Linked DNA regions of Mus musculus: all the other regions are linked to region 2. A link is a contact called in public promoter capture Hi-C data. All regions are on one chromosome and are shown on one strand. The core of a region is the stretch at or near the end of the contact, and the rest is flanking DNA. Distances in the headings are between cores, read along the strand shown.

Region 1 (2,700 bases), core at 34-2,533, 960 kb after region 2:
ACACACACATCTATGACACACACAGATACACAAAGACATACACATACAACAAACACACAGAGATACACACACACATACAACATACATATGAACATACACACAGACACAAACCTACAACATACACAGATACACACAGAGACACACACAAAGACACACACATACAACAAACACACAGAGACAATACACACACAGACAGAAACACACAGACACACACACATACAACACACATATACATAAACACAGACAACACACACAGATACACACATAAAACATACACACAGACACACAGACAACACACAGACACATATGACACACACACAGACATACACACATATAACACATACACACACACTCTCACACACCATGGATGCATGAGTGTAGAATAGGGGTGAAAGTTGAGTACTGTCAGGTGAGTTAAGAAACAGTGAGTACATATCTGCAGCCCATTCTTCACTGTAGGACTTTTCAGAGGGTTGAATACATTCACTGATACTGATATTATATTCTCCAAGACAGAATATACTACATAGCATCTGCCAGGCTTCTGTCACTGCAGAATTCCTTGTGCAAGGAGCACCACTAACAGCTCAGAGATCACCAGGCCCCTGAGAGGACAGCACAAGGGACACTGTGCAGACAACACCGGCTATACACAACTGCAAACACACTTACTTAGGGTACCAGAGCAAAGCAGCTGACTTAGTTTGTTTGCAATTAAAAAAGTCGAATAACCAAAGGGCAGAGAACAGTAGAGGCCGAAAGTCTGCCTGAGACATGTTGCCATCCATCCCAAGGACATAGGTTATTTTCAGTGTCTTTTAATAAATCTGAAATCCCAAATCAGGATGGGTCGGAGTTGCTGCCTTCTGAACGTCTCTGTCAGTCATGACGATCAGGGTAGGGTCTCTTCCAGGAATGAGCAGTATGAGCAACTAGAAAAAGAAAGACTCCTGCAGAAACAGAGATGCAGCATTGTAAGAACTCAGACTCACATGGCTGTGGGAAGCAGATGCCAGGAGGCAGCGGTGGGCGGGGTGCTCAGTACATTCTGCAGCTCCAGCCTGGGAAAGGTCTGGGTTCCTTGAGCTTTATGTTACTTGGGGATTGATTCTAAGAAACAACCATGTTTTGTGTCTTTAAAAGCACAAATACACACAACACCATGGTGGACAACCAATAAGAATGGAGACACAAGAACTGGCTGTCGGTACTGAGAAGTGGAGAGCGCCTTCACCAAGCACAGCTCCTTTGTTTCCTTTAAATGTTTTGCAGGCAGAACAGCAAACGAGAGAAAGCTGTATCTAAGTTCCAAGAGTCCTTTAAACAAGCAGAAAATACACTCCGGGTGACAGAAAAAGCATCGAATCATAGTTCAATGGGCAATGACTGCTTTCTTGGTGCTATATAAAAAGGGCATTTAGAATCAATTTGGGCTTAGAATTGATGAAATGGATAACTGGCTTTTTATAAATGCATTGTAACTAATTCTGTCTTTCTCTCTAAAATATTTTTAGAGCTAATTCTGCAGTAGTGAAAATCCCTCCCGATATTCACTAGCTATCATTACAGTGAAATTTGAGCACTGCCCACGGGTCTCTTGTTTTTGAAGGTATCAGAGTTGTCTGCCTTGCCTTGCTGGAAGTCACCAGCATGCCATCTCCCAAGCAACAGCTCTTTAACAGGCTTCTCTCTCTTGGCATGCCTTCCTAGAGAGTGAGGCTGTGCGCTCCACCAATTCTCCAGAGACAGCCTTGCCTCTTCCAAGACCTAGTTTTCCTCTGCAATTTCCCTTTATAGCTGAAGCCAGTGTTGAGGTCATTTGGCCTGAGCTGATCTCAATTACACCTCTCTGGCTGAAGCAGAGGTAGGGGTGACCCAGCCTGTTCTCCCTGCTTCATTTCCCCTCAGTAAAACACAGGAATCAGAGAAGATATTACCCCGGTCCCCATAGCACAAACATGCTAAACATACTAAAACAACTTCCACAAATGACCCGAGTGCTTATAGAGACTTCAGTTGTGTGCAAAACAGGCATATGATATCAAAATTAACCATTTGCTTTAATAAGCTTACATAAGTAATTTATCATTTGCAAATTACCAAATACAGAGGCTTACATGGTTTTTAGCTACATCACAGATACCTCACTGAATGGCTTCCCCTCCGTTTTTTCAGAGTTATAATCTTCTTCAGTGAAAATATTTTTAAATTGAAATAATGGGCAGGTATGAAGAAATGAATTCTAATGCTATCTAAAGCCTTGAGGCTGCAAGGCTTCTATGGTCAAGTTCATATTTTCTGTGCCCCTAGCCCAGAATGCAGGCCCATGGTGGGACAGGCGTGGCCTCCTCATGTGCCGAGTAAATGAGCTAATCGTTGACATTGAGCAATGGATAATGAGGCCGAAATGGAATGTCCAATGCCCAATACAAGTGTTCATTTACATCATTATACACACACACACACACACACACACACACACACACACACACACACACAGAGTAGTTGACTAGATTGTTCTTTCTTCCAGACTCTCCTGAGGATGCTGTCCTCAATATTACAGAACTTGCATTACCATCAGCCTGAGGGTAATGCGTGGTTGGTGGTCGACATTTGTAGAATAATCTGTAGTGTGCATCTTCGAAGCCTGCAAAGTCAGTCTCTCTTTCCCCTCCCCCTCCCCCTCCCTTTCCAACTTCC
Region 2 (2,700 bases), core at 169-2,668:
AGACTGAATAGAGAACCTAAGAATCTGGAACTTACTCCAGGGACACACATGAGAACATAGATAACAAATTGAATGGCTGGTGATGTAATTCAATTAACTGATAAGAGTGCTTGCCTAGCATGTGTGAAGCCCTGGGTTACACAGTCAGCAATCAGTAACTGAGCATGGTGGCATATGCTTTTCATTTCGGTTCTTGGGAGAAGGCAGGAGGGCCAGACACTCAATAACACCTGCCATGTAGTGAGCTTGAGGCCAGCCTTAGACATAGGAGACTGCATTTCAGCAGAGAATGGTGCTTATATTTAGCATGTGCTTATATTTAGCATGACTGGGAGAGGATGCTAGAACCAAAGAATCTAAAAGTAGGCATCCTAAGGTCCTTGTAGGCCTTTCTATCAAATAAGAGATGAGAAAACTTAAGTGGAGTTAACTGTTTTACCCAAATTCTACGGGTCGAATAAAGGCTCCAAAAACAAGAAATAAAAGTAACTTATGCTTTGTGGTCCATGCAATCAAAATTGATTTTGGGGACGGAGTGTGTGTATGACACACTTACCCTTTTAACTTGAGGGGGTTAACATGCTAAGTACTCCAACAGTCAGCTAGCACCTTTATTTGCAACAGATGGATCTTATTCTCAAGAGGAGAGCATTACTATGACATGGGTGGTAAGTAAACCAACAAACACCTGTGAAAACTCATCAAAACATGGGTGTCAAACTGGTGACCTTCACCCTATATAAGTTTAATCGCATAAAAGTAATTTTTAAAGAAGCCGGAGAATGTCAACTTATTAACTGCAAACTCAGGGCTGTTGTTGGGACGGTGGTCCCAGCATTGGCACAAGGTAGCTGTAGGCGCCGTTTGGTTAGTATGACTTTACAGAGCGAATCTCCAGTCCCTAGAGGGATCCCTAGACTTAAGTGAACGTTTATCCTATTTACTCTCTTGGTTTCGTTTTTGAAAGAGTCCATCTGTTTCTAACTGGCGGCAATCCTCCTGCCTCTGCTCCTCGAGTGCTGAGCTTACAGACGCGCTTTACTGAGCCGGGCTAACGAGAGGCAGGTTGGCGCATCATAAAGCGCGCGGGAAACATCTCCCGCCCGCAAAGCGGTCGACCAGTCGTCGCCCTAGCCCGCGAGGACCGGAGGAGCAGCGCTTGACTGACAGCCGCCCGCCCCAACCCGCTCCATCACCCGGCCGCGCCCACCACGGAGACCCGGGCGAACTGACGACTCAGCCACCTGTCAGCCTCAAGTCCAGGAGGAAATTCTGGGAAAGCTGTTTCACCGCTCGCAGTCCGAACAACTTAATGATCTCCCGAATGGTGGGCAACGGGGGAAGGCGGAAAGTGCCGAGCTTCCCCGAGGCAGCCATGAGAGACCCACATACACAGCCACGCGCAGCGGCTGGAAAGGTGCACGGCGCGCAGGGGGTGGGACCTTGGAGAAGACTGCCCGCCTCTGAGGCCACCTGGTTGGATGGAGAAACCTGCCGGAAATGACGAAACTGACAGGAAGTCTGTATGTACTGGGAGCTCAGGACGCGTCAGGCCGAAAGCGGTGCAGGTTGGGAGAGGAGAGGGGGCGGAGGCTAGGAGGCGTGGTCTTTGTAACCTCTGGGAGGCTCCGCAGGCCTTTGACATTCCAAAGGCTTGACTTTTGATTTGTAGCAGGAAAGATGGTGATTGGTTGCTTGCTGTTTGTAGACTGGTTACCGCCCCACCCCCGTAGGCTAGATACTTTTTATTTCTTCGCGTCCATTACTTCTTTCAGAACTTAGTTCCATAGAGAACTATAGGCTTATTTAAGGTAAGCCTGCTGAAAACCGAGTTTAAGACTTAGACTTTAGAGCAAATGGCTGAATGCCAGCCCGTTAACAGCACCCCAGCTTTAACCAATAGCAAGAGACCAACTGACTCAAGTAAAGCAAAAAGCTAACCGTAACCAACTAAACTGTGTCTCTAGATAATTTCTCTTTTCTTGTCATTGAACAATGTCCATTTTCTGGCCGGAGTTGTTTGAAAGAATTCCAAGGGCTGCCTAATTTTAGAATGGTGAATGAAAGCCATTCTGGGTCTTTAAATATGCTGTAATTTTGTCTCTTGAGCTAAGCACTTTAAACTTCGAGAAGTGTTTTTGATACCACTTGTTACTATTTCATATTCCCTTTTAAATCTCTCAGGTGTAGTCTTGCGAAACAGGACACATATTGCTAACTTCCGATTAAAACAGGATCAAGAAAGCCCTGCGAGGCCACGAATTTCGTAAAGCTGGAAGTTCACAGATTCCAGCTGTAGTCTAGTGCATGCGCGGTGGCTGCTGTTTTTAAGCAATGCCAGCAAGGTCAGCATCAGGACCACTCTTTTAGCCTTTGAAGCTTTTTCTAAAAGCTCATTCATGCTGCAAGCATTGTGGTCTCTCCACTGCTCTCAGAGTGAACCATAAAGGGGTTGCTCTTTTAAAAAGCTCAACTAAAAGAAATGTGTGCCAGGTCTCACAACTGAGTGGTTTGGAATTATTCGCTCACTAATTGTTACCATACAGATTCGGGTAGATTTTATTATTACGTAGTGGTGAAAGTGAGACTTGGGGCGGTTCAGCCACTTTCCCACACTTCAGAGTGGAAACGGAAGGCTTACTCATCAGGCAGGGAATCCAATGGAGAAAGGCTATTTGAGGGTTAAAATCCAAGTACCAA
Region 3 (2,700 bases), core at 167-2,666, 910 kb after region 2:
TGACAAAAAAAAAAAGTTTTATTTGGAAAATCCCATAATGAAACTTAATTCTCTGAAAGCCAATACAAGTTATGTAATTAGTTTAAATAAGCAAATAAATGTACTCCTTTATCTTCAAGAGTTTAAAAAGTAAAATTAATGTAAAGGGAATCGGGAATTAAGAAAAATCACTTATGATTAGAATAGAATATCCATTGCTGCAAGCAACACTCATTGACAAGTGCAACAAATGGGAAGTTTTCAAAAGAAGCAGGATACACCTATTCCTCCATGTAAGTGGAGTCAGGTTGCCCAGCCCAGGGGAAGCTGAGAGACTTCACTGTGCCTCCATACATGACTGCTTGGCAGCACAGCTTGCCAAAGACCATCAGTTGCCTTCCTTGTGAATGCTACCTTTGTGCAGCATCAAGAAAGTCTATCAACCACCATCCAAGCAAAGGCTTACATTCAAGTTGTCAAGTATGGTTTTTATTGAACATGCTGTGGTATTCTAAGCCATAAGACCATACATCAAACCATAATAAGCACTAGCTATTTTATTTGTATCTCATATTCATACCCTTCTGCAAATTCACTAACTAGTATTCAGAACATGACCACAAAATCCTGTTACTCCTCCCCTGTGGTTGAACTTAGTGCCCTGTTTGTACCAACTAGATGAGTGGAAAGAGTTAATACCTTGACTTTCCCAGGGAGAAAACTAGCGGATCTCACTTAAAGTCAGTGACCAAGGTTAATGTCATCTGATCAATTGTGCACACTGACATGTTCAATGACAGGAATATGGTGTTTCTGTGCTACCCTGCCCCAACACCTATAACCTCAGCTTGTGGTTTAGTCTGGGTATTAAATAGGTCCCAGGTGCTTGATGATGGTTAGGTCTTCACCTGCTGGAGCTGCTGAGAGGTGGTGAAAGCTTTAGTAGGTAGGGTGAGGTCAGTTATTGGAGACCCAACCCAACTCCATTCCATTGAGCCTACCTTCTCGTTCTTTCCTTTCTTTATTCCTCCTCCTCCTCCTTGTTCCTCTTCTCTTTTCTTCTCTGTTTCTCTCTTCTGCCTCTGTCTGCCTCTGTCTCTCTGTCTCTCTGTCTTTCTGACTTTATATCTGTTTTTCTTTCTCTCTCTGTATCTCTATCTTTCTGTGTCTCTGTGTCTCTATGTGACTGTTTCTCTGTCTCTTTTACTCTGTCTCTCTCCTTATCTCTGTGACTCTGTCTCTCTTTGTCCCTGACTTGTCTGTCTGTCTCTGTCTGTCAACCTTCATCTCTGTTTCCCTCTCCCTCCCCCTCCACCTTCCTTCTTGTCCCCAACAAAGTAAGCAAAGTGAGCAGTGTTGCCTCCCTCCATATTCCCCACCTTGATGTGCTTCCTCAGCACAGGCCCAAAAGCAACAAAATGAGGCTAAAACCCTGAAACCAGGAGCCAGACTGAATCTCTCCTCTTTTAAGTTGATTTTTCTCAGACATGTTACCATAACAACAGAGAGCTAGCACAGCATATTTTTGGTTTAAAAAAAAATCAGATAAATTCAGATGAAGAGACATTGTACAGGATTCCTCAAAACGTTGTTAGCCAAGAAAGACAAAGAAAAAGAAACTGTCAGAGACTGGAAGAAGCTGGATTGGCATGATGGCCAAATGCATAATGGGATCCTGGAAAAGAAGAAGAAAAAAAAGTTAATGGAAAAACTAAACCATGTAAATGAGGCCAATGGTGGAACTGGCAGTGTTACAGCACCGCTAACCTCTTAGTTTTGATAAGTACACTGTACAACAGTAATAGCATCAGAAGAACCATTATGGAAACACCCTGTGCTTGGTAACAGGGATCTAAAATCATTTCACATGTTAAAAAAAAATGTAAGACTGAAGGTGATTTCCTGGCAGGCACAGCTGGAGGGATGCTTGCCTGTGAAGGAGGAAATGGACTTGCCAAAGGAAATGAGAAATGAACAAGAGGCTGCTATGGATGCTTGCTTACATCTCCCAAGAAAGTGTCCTCTGCATTTCAGACTGATTAGCCTTCCGTGCTGGCACCGGGCTGTGACTCTGCAGGGCTTCTGTGATTTTATCACTCCTGTGATCTTGTGTCTTACCATGGGGTAAAACATACCTTTCCACCTCTTTGGGAGAGTCTTGCCTTGGTGGTCTAAGGCTGGAAGTAATACCTTTTCCTTAGACTAAGCCGGGGTTCTGATGCTGCTCCGTGGGACATAATCAATATCATCCCTGACCACAAAAGCGCAGCAGTTTATGTTCAACCCTGTAATTGATGTGTTTGTCATGCATGCTGCAAGCCACTTATACGGATTTACCAGAAAAGCAGATCATTCAGCCAAACTAGCCTATTTTTCTATAGATGAGCTCCACTGCACCCGGGGTTGATATCAAACTCACTATGTAGCTAAGACTAGCCTTAAACTCCTGAGCCTCCTGCCTCTACCTCCCAAGTGCTGGGATCATCGCTGTGTGGTATCACACCTCATTTGCTTAATGCTGGGCTACTTCATGCAGGCTAGACTGAGCCACATCTCCACCCTCACGCTACATTCTCACAATATACTTTATGGATGTGCATTTTTCTCTCCTTTATATTCAGCAGAAAATTCACTCACATTTATTGTAAGTACAAAAAGGCAAATAACTTTGAGCAATAATTGCATGATTTGTCTAGGACAAAGCTTTTGTTTTTCTTAAAC

The links. Promoter capture Hi-C pulls out the DNA fragments that hold promoters and counts their contacts.
Region 1: a promoter capture Hi-C map of hippocampal neurons shows a contact between it and region 2, with 5 times the contacts expected there. The contact joins the enhancer-like site here to the promoter of Tfb1m in region 2. A contact is called at or near these places in 1 of 39 promoter capture datasets (hippocampal neurons), 1 of 484 Hi-C or Micro-C datasets (uterus) and 1 of 115 datasets of contacts at active chromatin or transcription factors (astrocytes).
Region 3: a contact with region 2 is called in a promoter capture Hi-C map of hippocampal neurons, with 2.9 times the contacts expected there. The contact joins the enhancer-like site here to the promoter of Tfb1m in region 2. A contact is called at or near these places in 1 of 39 promoter capture datasets (hippocampal neurons), 1 of 115 datasets of contacts at active chromatin or transcription factors (astrocytes) and 2 of 9 other capture datasets (adipose tissue and pancreatic islet).

What each region holds. Positions count from the first base shown.
Region 1 is chr17:4,515,313-4,518,012 of GRCm38.p6, forward strand. No RefSeq gene overlaps it. Among named protein-coding and RNA genes, the nearest start is that of Gm34259, 96 kb to the right of the region's middle. Within about 2 kb of position 1,284, at least 29 of the 459 cell types and tissues checked have an H3K27ac peak or open chromatin away from gene starts, as enhancers often do. A contact at or near this core is called in hippocampal neurons, where this site is marked.
Region 2 is chr17:3,556,337-3,559,036 of GRCm38.p6, forward strand. It overlaps Tfb1m (transcription factor B1, mitochondrial), which reads right to left and starts at 1,419. Exons shown (of 7, transcript NM_146074.3): 1 at 1,245-1,419. The coding sequence starts at 1,377. It overlaps 1700102H20Rik (RIKEN cDNA 1700102H20 gene), which reads left to right and starts at 1,488. Exons shown (of 2, transcript NR_045303.1): 1 at 1,488-1,568.
Region 3 is chr17:4,462,930-4,465,629 of GRCm38.p6, forward strand. No RefSeq gene overlaps it. Among named protein-coding and RNA genes, the nearest start is that of Gm34259, 150 kb to the right of the region's middle. Within about 2 kb of position 1,417, at least 11 of the 459 cell types and tissues checked have an H3K27ac peak or open chromatin away from gene starts, as enhancers often do. A contact at or near this core is called in hippocampal neurons, where this site is marked.